2 separate regions of the Mus musculus genome follow, and region 2 is linked to region 1. The links are chromatin contacts, called in public HiChIP or PLAC-seq maps. All regions are on one chromosome and are shown on one strand. The core of a region is the stretch at or near the end of the contact, and the rest is flanking DNA. Distances in the headings are between cores, read along the strand shown. Region 1 overlaps Rtn4 (reticulon 4). Region 2 holds the start of Fem1al (fem-1 homolog A like).

The links. HiChIP or PLAC-seq counts read pairs in DNA pulled down with a chosen protein or histone mark.
Region 2: an H3K27ac HiChIP or PLAC-seq map of embryonic stem cells shows a contact between it and region 1, with 6 read pairs. The contact joins the promoter of Fem1al here to the enhancer-like site in region 1. A contact is called at or near these places in 9 of 39 promoter capture datasets (3T3-L1-derived adipocytes, the C10 cell line, the HPC-7 cell line and 3 more), 1 of 15 datasets of contacts at CTCF or cohesin (the NIH/3T3 cell line), 12 of 484 Hi-C or Micro-C datasets (the G1E-ER4 cell line, the HPC-7 cell line, Sertoli cells and 8 more), 4 of 115 datasets of contacts at active chromatin or transcription factors (bone marrow-derived macrophages, embryonic stem cells and neural progenitor cells) and 3 of 9 other capture datasets (adipose tissue, liver and pancreatic islet).

The regions. Positions count from the first base shown.
Region 1 is chr11:29,722,100-29,727,781 of GRCm38.p6, reverse strand. The region is part of intron 3 of Rtn4 (reticulon 4); the gene reads right to left. Among named protein-coding and RNA genes, the nearest start is that of Rtn4, 32 kb to the right of the region's middle. Within about 2 kb of position 3,346, at least 8 of the 459 cell types and tissues checked have an H3K27ac peak or open chromatin away from gene starts, as enhancers often do. A contact at or near this core is called in bone marrow-derived macrophages and embryonic stem cells, where this site is marked.
Region 2 is chr11:29,822,224-29,828,011 of GRCm38.p6, reverse strand. It overlaps Fem1al (fem-1 homolog A like), which reads left to right and starts at 2,344. Exons shown (of 1, transcript NM_176829.2): 1 at 2,344-5,617. The coding sequence starts at 2,557. The coding sequence ends at 4,521. All of the region lies in intron 13 of Eml6 (echinoderm microtubule associated protein like 6), which reads left to right. It overlaps Gm39671 (a long non-coding RNA gene), which reads right to left. Exons shown (of 4, transcript XR_872328.3): 4 at 5,714-5,788.

The DNA.
Region 1 (5,682 bases), core at 2,097-4,596:
AAAAATCCAAAGAAATATCTACATGCCTCTGATAACTCATCAGAGCCTTATATCATTAGTTAATTTAGAAGATTGTTCAATTCAGATACCCAAATCAGACAAAGACATCAGGATAAGTACAGATAAACATCCCGTATAAATACAGAACAGTGATTTCACCATAACACCATTAACAAGTCAAAATCCTGCAATGCAAACAGATTACAGCATAGCTTAGGAGGATCTGTTCTGAGAATGCAAAGGTAGTGCAACATATGAATAACAACCCACACATGCACCATAAAAACAAAATAGGAATAAGACACACTCGCCACAATAGTTGCATAAAAAACTGATTAGGTCCAACATCATCTCATGGTAAACAGTCAACAAAACAGCAAGAAAAAAAAAAAGAATTAGCCTCAAACTGATCAAAAATAAAATCTACAAAATCACAGTGAACATGCTGCAAGACTAGCATCTTCCCACTTAAACCTAGTAATAAGACAAGGGTAACCTCTCTTTGACACTTCACACCCATATATGTCCTAGAAGTTTTTGACCAGAATTTGGGCAATGAATTGATTGGACAAAAATAAATTAAGGTATTTGTTGCTAATATGATCTTATATTTAGAATTTCCTAAAGAAGCCACAAAACAGCAACTAGAATTCCTAAACAAGTCTAGTGACATTGTGGGTACAACATCATACAAAGCCAACTGCATCTGACTTAACACAGACTTTCAAAACAACAGTTAACATTCACAAACAAAAAAATTTAATTCCTAGGAACATACATAGCTGAAAACAAATGAAATAAACCGAAAACTTACAGTTAAAAGAAATTAATGGCTGAATCAAGCAGAAAGATATCACACAGTCTTGGATGACATATAACAGTCCTCTAATTAGTCCCAAGTACAAACCCCATCAAAACAAAAGCCCAGCTTGTGTCTCCAACTGAACTGACAAGACAGCTGAAAAAAAATATATCTGGAATAACCAAAGAAATCCTGGAAAACAATAATAAAGTTAAAGGGCTCACATTTCTCCTCTGCAAAATTTCCTGCAAAGCTTTCAGTAACAAGAGAATGGCAAGCTAGAAGTCAGTTGGAGCTACATAGCAAGCTTCTGTCTCAAAAAAAGAAAACAAAACATAAACCCGACCCTACAGTCATATACATGGTTACAAAGGAACATAAGTGAAATACAATCAACTTTTATATTTATAGTCAGGTGAATTTGACAAGGAAGCTAAGAACAACTGGATGTCCAACTGCAGGGGAATGCCACTGGACTCCTTAGATTCCTGTACTTTATATGACATGAAAGGTTAACTTATGGGGTAGAGAGATGGCTCAGCCATTAATGGTTCCCAAATCTCTTTAACTTCAGCTCCAGAGGATCTGACCACTCTAGCCACAGTAGCTATCTGCATTCATGACAAACACACTATTAAAGATGACAAAATATTGTTTTAACTCAAAATAGAATAAAAATCTAAAGATTGGAGTTTAAACTATAAAATGCTTTTAGACAGTTGGCAAAATGGCTGAGTGCACCTGCCACCAAGCTTGCTAAGACATTTTAGCTCCTAGCCCCACATGGTAGAAGGCAAGAATTAGTCCCTATAAGCTGTCTTTTGACCTCTATACACATTCCTACACATGTTTACATGAAGGGTAGCTGTTAAAAATAACAATTTAGTTAAAAGAATAAAGAAAGTGTAGATCTTCAAGGCTGTGTTTCTTAACATATGGTATTAGCATAAACACAAGAAAAGTAAATATACTGAGCCTCTTAAAATAAAATATTTTGTTTCAAAGGACATAATGAAGAAGGTGAAGACAATCTACAAAATGGGAGGAAATACAAAGTAAATATCTGATAAGGGGTGCTAGAGAGAAGGCTCTTTTAGAAACACACAGGTTTGATTTCTATCACCCCACTGTGATTCACAACAATGTGTAAATGAAGTTCAGGGGACTAGCTCCTCTACTGGCCACTATGGGCACCAGGCAGACGTGTGATACACACATACCCAGGCAGGCAGCACACTCACATGCAGGAAATTCTTATGAAAATATTGGATAAAGCATGTTTTTATAAGGAAGTTTCTAACTCATATAAAATGTTCATAGAACACCCCTTTTAAAGATCCAAGAAGAACTGAACAGTGATTTTTCCCTTACAACTATGGGAAACACATAGGGGTTTATGCCAATCTAGTTAAATAATTTAGAAAAATAGATTCATTTCCCTGCAGTTTATCTTTGTTTTCAAAATTAAAAAATATAGAAAACTTTTGATTATTTTGTATAGTGCACCTTACCTAACTAAAATTTAAATTTAAAGGAACCCAGTTTTTCTTTCACTGACTTGGTACAAAGAAAGAAGAGCTGCCTACATTTGGTAATCACAGGCTGTCATCTGCTATAGCTAAAAATAGTGCTAGATCAAATGTGTTACATGCACAAGTCATCCTGTTACATTTTCCTTAAATGAATTTCCTTAAATTTACATTCAACTTAGCCTGAAGTTAGCTTGAAGTCAGGTTTCAATTTTAAAGCCCTATTTTAAAAACAACTTTTTTAAAAAATAAGAATAGTAAGCTCCTACCACCACATTTGACTCATTAATAATTCAAACCACTGATTATTTAGTTCATATAGCTTTCAATACAAAACGGGCTGGCAAACTGATGCACATGACAACAAGTTGAATAACCAGAGTCTGATACCTGGGACCCACAGGACTCATAGATGTCATCCTCCGATCTTCACACACACACTGCAACATGGAGAGCCCACACACTTACACACATAAAAAAATTTTCATGTTGGGGGCATCAATATACAAAAACAGAATAGAAAATATCCCTAACTTCACATTTCCAATTTCTCTAAACCATGGTATAATTTTCCATTCATAGTAAAGTCCATACATGTAATACCATTCTAAATTAAAGCTAAGTATTTTCTCTCTATGTATCTATCTACTTACTTACTCCTAAACACTCCTTGCACAAAATTTGACAATTTTTAGTTATAAAAATTAGTTATAAAAGACTGCATACAATTAAACTAAATTAAACTCAACACCCTTAAGCCCAAATTCTAGCAACAGATGAGATTAAGTTAAAAAAAAAAAAAAGAAAAGAAAAGAAAAAAAGAAAAAGTAAAGAGAATTCTATTGACTGTTGAAATGTTCTTCCTACAGCAAGTACGGAATCCAGTCCTTAAGAGAAATTATATCACAGGCTCAGCAGAAGTTTCAGTAATACTACTAACCACATCTACCTTTTTCCACAGTTGATACTAAGACTACTGCTCTTTTTTTCTTAAGAGTGAGAACCAGGGGCTGGAGAGATGACTCAGCAGTTAAGGGCACTGACTGTTCTTCCAGAGGTCCCAGCAACCACATGGTGGCTCGCAACCATCTGTAATGGGATCTGATGCCCTCTTCTGGGGTGTTTGAAGACTGCTATAGTGTACTCATATACATAAAATAAAAAAAGTAAGTGGTAAATGGTACCACATACAAAAAGCTGCCATAGTAAGCTATGCATGAATAAATTATCACAACATGGGCCAATTTTCAGCCTTTTCCTCATCACTCCTTGGTTGTTCTCATACAAACTATAAAATCAAGGTCTCATACTCCAGCTTTGAAGGTCTATGCAAATAACCTAGCATATTTAGTTTTCTTGGTTTCCTTATGTATAAAACTAAATGGTTACAATAAATGTAAATGACAAGACTCATTATCTGCAGGTGAAATCTAAAATTCTTTTTAAGAAGTATTTACTTTTACATGTGTATTTTTGCCTGCATTTAGTTTGTGTACCATGTGTAACCCTGGCACCTATGGAGGGCAGAAGAGGATGTAGGAGACCCTGGAACTTGGAACTGGAGTTACAAATGGTTGTGAGTTGCCATGTGGGAATCAAACCTGGGTCCTGTACAAGAGAAGCCAGTGCTTATAACTGCTAAGCTATCTTTCAGAACTCCTACGAGTCTTAATTGTTTCATTGCTCCTTTAAGAAAAAAGGAGAATCCTAAATCCCCAATGGGGGTGGGGGGGATGTATCATTTTTAAAAAGAAATATATGTACAAAGTTCAAGGCAAGGAGTAAACCATTAAATATGTCTGTCATTTTATAGAAAAATTATGCATGCCAACTAGGAGGCCCAGGAGGAAAGGACCATTTTTACCTTTAAAGAATGTTACAGACATAAAGCCCATATGTAATGGAATAGAAGTCACAACTCAAAAGAAGAGTTTAAAGAAGGCCAGTATCATGTCTATCTGGGAAGAATGTGTCTTAAATACTGCATGGTCAAAATAAAAATTGGAAGAAAAGGTGTAAGAGGTAAAATCAGAGAAATAAAATAGCAGGCATGTTGATGGAGCAGGCCCTTCAGGGTCGTGTGGGGATGGGAGTAAGCTAGGACTGAGTCATGGGATGCCTTTATAATTAGCCAAGGATCATCAGTATAAGTTGAACTTGAAACACAAAGAAAAACTCTTGCAATGGCACAATTACAACTGTTCTTGAAGAAGATAATTTCAATTCAGCCATCACATGAAGTATAGATCAGTTAGCAGTCCTGATTAAAAAAAATACGAATATTCAGATAGGGGTAAATAAGGAAAGCATCAGAATAAATTTCCACCACTGGTCTCAATCCATATCCCTTGAAGATTTTTTTTTATTATATTTCTCTATAACCACTGAAAACATATATACATTCACTTCTGAAAAAAAAATGCAAACCTGTTTCTGTAATTTACTTAAAACTGATAAAAATTCCTAAAGTTAAAACCATCAGAATTAATTTTAGCCATGGCTCCCAGACAAACAATAACTCGTTGCTCAAAGCAATTTTTCTGAAAAGCAATGCTGCAAGCATGTATTAACCCCAATTTTCATTAACTGAACAATAACCATGAATAAGAACAGAATTTAATTTAATTTTACTCACTTTAACCAGCAACATATTAAAGTGATGTAAGTGACTTTAAAGGTGGAAATATCTACTAAATTGTTCAAGATTACAGAATACAATGTATAATATAATCTTCTAGTTCCTTACTTCATTATTAAAAACCCAAAGCCATTCTCTATTTTCTACAACACACAGTCCTGCTACTTAACAACAATCAAAAAAAAAAATCTAGAAAAACACAATGAAGGTCCAAGTTACACTGAGTTTTAGGTAAGTTTAGATAGAATTAAAAGCAGGTTTCTTCCTAAGATTGGCAGTTGACTTCCAGGCAAAGTAGGAAGCCCTAAAGAGTCCACAAGGGAAGAATGCACCAGATATGATGACAAAGCCACTTTGTCATTAAGCATAATCAAACTGAATTTTAATGTTACTGAAAGTTCTCACAAAGGCCAGCTGAGCTTCCCAATCTACAAAGGCACTAGCAAACATGGGCAATGCTGCACTTTCTCCTAAAATCTGAGCGTCTGCAATCACTTTATCTTCATTCTAAACAGTTTCTTGACAGCCAGTCCTCCTCAGACCTCCAGTCCTGTCCTGGTGGTGAGACCACACTCTCCTACTCCTCCTACTGCTGTTAGAGCTAACTTTTCCTGGTGCTCCATTAATGTAGGCTTGGTGCTAATGGCTTTCCTTCCCTATCTTCGATTTTTTAAAAAAGATACCCTCGCTTTGCATTTGTTTTGTAATCTTTA
Region 2 (5,788 bases), core at 1,095-3,594, 100 kb before region 1:
TACATTATTTTAAAAATGACAGAGTCCACTAGCCAACAGTTCTGTAGTCTCTATGGTAACGGGCAGATTCTGTAGTCTCTATGGTAACTTGGGCAGAGTCAGACTGGCTTTCATGTGCAGAAGATGCAGGGCCTTTTCTCTATGGAATGGATATGGGTGACATGAGAAATGACTGACCTTGGTTTAGCTAAGTCATTTGACTCAGAGTATCTAGTTTTACCGACTGTGTATTCTAGTGGTTATCATATCACAATTCAGGCAGCATCCTGTAACTGTGTCCACATCTTCTGAGACCTCATGGGAGAGACTTTTGGAAATTCTGTCTGTCATAAATTTAATAATTAACAAACTTCTGACAAAACTGAGTGCTATATATATTAGATATAACTGAATAGAATTTAATGACAGGAGTAAAACTCATATTAAGACAAGATAGGAATGAAAACCTTAGGTAACTTTGGCAGGTTGTGTAGGTAGAGAAAAGTACATTGTTGTATTAGCAGAGAGACTTATGGCTAGGACCAGAGTAAGAAAGCTGGCAGCAGTGGCATAAGATCGGTCACAGAAAATGAGTTTGTCCAGGTAGGTTCAGCCTATGTCACAAACTGAGCATGCAGGCTGTGAGAACAAGCCAGGGGTGTGGAGCATGAATAGGTAAATGCTTGGGCATAGGGGACATTTTTAATTTACCAGACTGCTGGCAGTATGCGTGACGATCTCTTAAAATATACATTTGAAGATATTGCAGCACCCACTGGAGAGTTATTGGATTATTTGTACTGGCATCCTGAGAATAATTCAATAACCAAAAATTCTAGCCAGGCTAGTGCCCTAAGCCTTCACTAAGGCCCCCTAGAGGCTACATGGTAAGTCCAGGACTTACCAGAAAGGGCCCTACCCTAGGCCTAGGGGTTTTTTAAACGGCTGCAAAAGCTGGGGGTGGGGTGGGGTGGGGGAGTTCGAGAGCTGCTTTCAAAGGGTATGGTCACCCAAGGGTCGATGTCCTAACTCATATGTCACCTGGGAAGTTGGTCATAAGGACAGTGGCTGTGAAATGTCAACCCTTTAGCCCCCAGAAAAAAAAAAAAAGCTGGCCAGGCCCTATCTGGGAAATTAGAGTCAGCCCTCCTGCTGACTGGAAAAACTCCTTATCCATCGAATGCCAGTGTGTGTTTGTGAGCTTCCGCAGGCTCGTAGCAGGAAGAGTGGAACTGCGTGGTTGGTTTGGGCCCATTTGACTTTGTCAAATCTAACAGATGGGAACTCTGGCAGGATGTAAGGGGCAGGGACCTACTTTTCAGGCTGAGAACCAGGAGCAGAGCTAAGGAGCAGAGGGGAAGGGCAGCAAGTGAGAAGAAAAGAACAGTTAGAGAACATTATAACATGGCTCCAGCTGAGGCTGCAGTGGCTTTAACAGCAGCTTTTACACCATGCTAGGTACTAGCAGAGAATAAGGTCAGTTCTTAGTCAAAGACAAAGTGATTAAATAAGGCAAAGAACTAAGAGATCACACCAGGTAGTAATCAAACAAAGCAATAAACAAAATCCTCCCCCCCACCCCCCACCCCCAGTCACTGGGTCTGGGGGCTTATCAGGATGACCAGGACAAAAAGGAAGTCACACCTTCCTTGGCTGAGTTTACCTTGATCCTTGCATCAGCCCAAATGTGAATATTCTTATCTGAGCCTACTGCCTTGAGCCCAGTGACAAGTACTTGCCAAATTTTTATAAGTGGTACTAAAAGCTCTCTACATTCATAGGGGGCAGGAAGGGCAGTAAGTAGGATCAGGCAGGCAGGTAAACCTGTTGAACTAGTCTGCAGCAGGTTGTAAATGAGGGAGGGGAGAAGGGAAAGTCTAATGCTCAGAGCCCTGGTGCTGTTGAGCCAGAGAGCAGTGGTCCAGGCCCAGCCTGAAGTTCTCAGACGCAAGAAAGAAACTGTCTCTAAGGAGAGGGAAATCTCACCCAAGGGAAAAACTGGATGTCTCCCATCCTCAAGGACAACACAGGGGTATCTCCTATCTCAAGAACTCTCCCCTGGGACCATAGAGATGGGAAAGGATGGGGGCTTACCAGATCTTGGGCTAGGGAGTTCTCTTGTTGTGGCTGAGATGGGATGTAAACTTGAAGAGATTTTAGATCTGACTCACGGCACAATGTTATGATTATTAAAAAATAAAGAAATATAAGGATATGCCCTATGGAGGTGTGGTGAGGTATGGAGGAAGGTGGTGTCTCAGCCGGCCCATGTAGAGGCATCCCTTCTCTCTGAGGGACCACCATTTTATAGTGAGCCAGGCCTACCTGGCTGTTGCCAAGTAACTGTGGGGGTGAAGTCCAAACAGAATCCTAACAACTAGTGGACTCAAACCAGGACAGTTTTGATGCTGGGTCCAGTTTATATTCTCATTTATATCCTAAAACCACACACTGGGGCAGACAGACAATCAAGATTTAACAGAAGCAGGAGAACCGCTAAGATGACAGCCCTGGAGAAGGTGAAGGATGTCTCTGGCGACCGGCGGCCCGGCTAGATCCAGCAGCGAGGCTTCCAGCATGGATCTGCACACAGCGGTGTACAATGCGGCGCACGACGGCAAGCTGCCTCTGCTGCAGAAACTGTTGGCCAGCCGTGGGCGTGAGGAGCTGGAGGAGCTGCTGGGTGAGGTGGCCGGCGGTGGAACGCCACTGCTAATCGCAGCGCGCCGTGGACACCTAGACGTGGTGGAGTATCTGGTGGACCACTGCGGCGCCAGCGTGGAGGCGAGTGGCTCTGTGCACTTCGATGGCGAGACCATCGAGGGCGCGCCGCCGCTCTGGGCAGCGTCGGCCGCGGGTCACCTGGCCGTGGTGCGTAGCCTTCTGCACCGAGGCGCCTCGGTCAACCGCACCACGTGCACCAACTCCACACCGCTGCGCGCCGCCTGCTTCAACGGCCACCTGGACGTGGTGCGCTGCCTGGTGGGCGAGCACAAGGCGGACCTGGAGGTGGCCAATCGCCACGGCCACACGTGCCTTATGATCTCCTGCTACAAGGGCCACCGCGAGATCGCACGCTACCTGCTGGAGCGCGGCGCACAGGTGAACCGGCGCAGCGCCAAGGGCAACACCGCCCTGCACGACTGTGCAGAATCTGGCAGCCTGGAGATCCTACAACTGCTGCTGAGCTGCCACGCGCGCATGGAGCGCGACGGCTATGGCATGACGCCGCTGCTGGCCGCCAGCATCACTGGGCACACCAACATCGTGGAGTACCTCATCCAGGAACAGCCGAGCCACGAGCAGCTCTCAGGGACAGAGCTTCCTGGAGAAGGCTCCTCCCAGATGGCAGGAAACCACTGCTCCACCCCAGAAGATGCAGAACAGTATGAGAGCTGCTGCCCTACCAGCCGGGAAGCGGCTGTGGAAGCTTTGGAGCTGCTGGGTGCCACCTATGTGGATAAGAAAAGGGATCTGCTTGGAGCCCTGAAGCACTGGAGAAGGGCGATGGAACTCCGCCACCAGGGTGGAGGCTTCCTCCCTAAGCCAGAGCCCCAGCAACTGGTTCTGGCCTATGACTATTCCAGGGAGGTGACTACGCCTCAAGAGTTGGAAGCCCTCATTACAGATCCTGATGAGATGCGGATGCAGGCGCTGCTGATACGGGAGAGAATCTTGGGCCCCTCACATCCTGACACTTCATACTACATACGGTACCGGGGTGCTGTCTATGCGGACTCCGGGAATTTCGAGCGCTGTATCCGTCTGTGGAAGTATGCCTTGGACATGCAACAAAACAACCTGGAGCCCCTGAGCCCCATGACCGCCAGCAGCTTCCTGTCGTTTGCAGAGCTCTTCTCCTACGTGCTGCAGGACCACTCGGCCAAGGGCAACCTAGGCATGCAGCTTGACTTTGCCGACCTCATAGGTGTGCTCAGCAAAGGGGTTCGGGAAGTGGAACGGGCTCTGCAGCTGCCCAAGGAACCGGATGACTCCGCACAGTTCACCAAAGCCATTGCCATCATCCTCCACCTTCTGTACCTATTGGAGAAGGTGGAGTGCACCCCCAGGCAGGAACACCTCAAGCACCAGACAGTCTATCGCCTGCTCAAGTGTGCCCCTCGTGGCAAGAACGGCTTCACCCCACTACACATGGCGGTGGACAAGGAGACCACCAACGTGGGCCAGTATCATGTGGGCGTCTTCCCGTCACTGCAGGTGGTCAAGGTGCTGTTGGACTGCGGAGCAGACCCTGACAGCAGGGATTTCGACAACAACAGCCCACTGCACATCGCTGCCCAGAACAATTGCCCGGCCATCATGGATGCTCTCATCGAAGCTGGGGCCCACATGGACGCCACCAATACCTTCAAAAAGACTGCCTATGAGCTGCTGGACTCGAAGCTGTTGGCCAAGAGCACCGTGCAGCCCTTCAATTATGTGACACTGCAGTGCCTAGCTGCCCGTGCCCTGGACAGGAACAAGGTCCCTTATAAGGGCTTCATCCCAGAGGAGCTGGAGGCCTTCATCCAGTTGCACTGAGCCTGCCCAGCTGCTGGTGCCCACTTGGGCCTTACTTCTCCAAGCAGAAGCATCCAGGCCCTATGGCCTGCTGGAGTGAACCCAGCTGCTGATTCTAGAAGCCTTCAGGGTCACATGATAGGAAGACGGTCTTTTTTTGTGGAAGTGCAAAAAACAAAATCCCGGATGCCTGAGCCTCCCCAGTGGCATGCTTCTGTCTAGGTCTGGAGGCCTCTGCACTGTCCTAGAGTCCTGCAGTGAGCAAAGCTGTCTCCTTCCTGCAGTGGGCACTGACCACCTAGATGTTTGCAGTTGGTTTTTCCTTTTCTAAGCAGATGGGCAGCAACCTGGAGCCCATGTTTGTGAGGGTTTTTCTGTCTGTTTTCACTGGTTTCTGTTTGTTGGACTTAGTAATGACTGAGTTGGGAGTTGTCAGTACTTTGCAGTGGCCACAGCTGAGAACGGCATGAACTGTGTGTGCAGATCTGTGACCAAGGTCCTGGGAAGGCTCCTCATTTCTGTGCTGATTAGAGAGAGGACTATCTCCCAAGAAAGCCCAGAGGCAGTTGCAAGAGCCACAGCCAGGCATACACCAGTGCCTCCTGTCCCGCCCTCTGGATGGACGGACAGTTCCCAACCTTGGGATGCAGCTGGAACTGCCAGGCAGATGGCCATCAGGCCACCTGGCCACCAGGTTCACATCTGTGCCACACTTGTCACACTGTCACCATCATCGCTGAGGACCTGACCCCTCTTGTATTGAGGAGTCCCCAGTATCCCAATAACTTCTGGGGATGGGCTTCTAACCAAGATAGGGGGAGGTGGGGGACTGCCAGCCAGGGCAGTGATGGACCCATGTGGTACTAGCTTGGCCCACGTGAGGCCCTGTGTGCAGCCCCAGAACCACAAAAAGTTACTGAACAGCTAAAAAATAAATAAATAAATAAAAAATAAAAATAAAAAGATTTAACAGAAGCACTCAGCAGTCAGCATGTTAAGGGCAATGGTCTCATCTGTTCCTCCAGGTCATTCTGTTCCAGGCAGCCAGTAAAGTCACACTTGACAAATGTGCAGGACAGGCAGTTCTTAAGTAATCAATAAATCAGCATCTAATAACTGGTCTTTTCTATCTTATTCTACTTCAAGATGAGGAATTACTGATAAATTGGTTTTTTTTTTTACATGTGTTAAAGTATTTTTTGAGAAGCAAACATGAGAAAGGAAAAAACAGATTTAATTTTCTTATGTACATATAAAATGTAGAAAATACTTTTTAACAGCAGTCCTT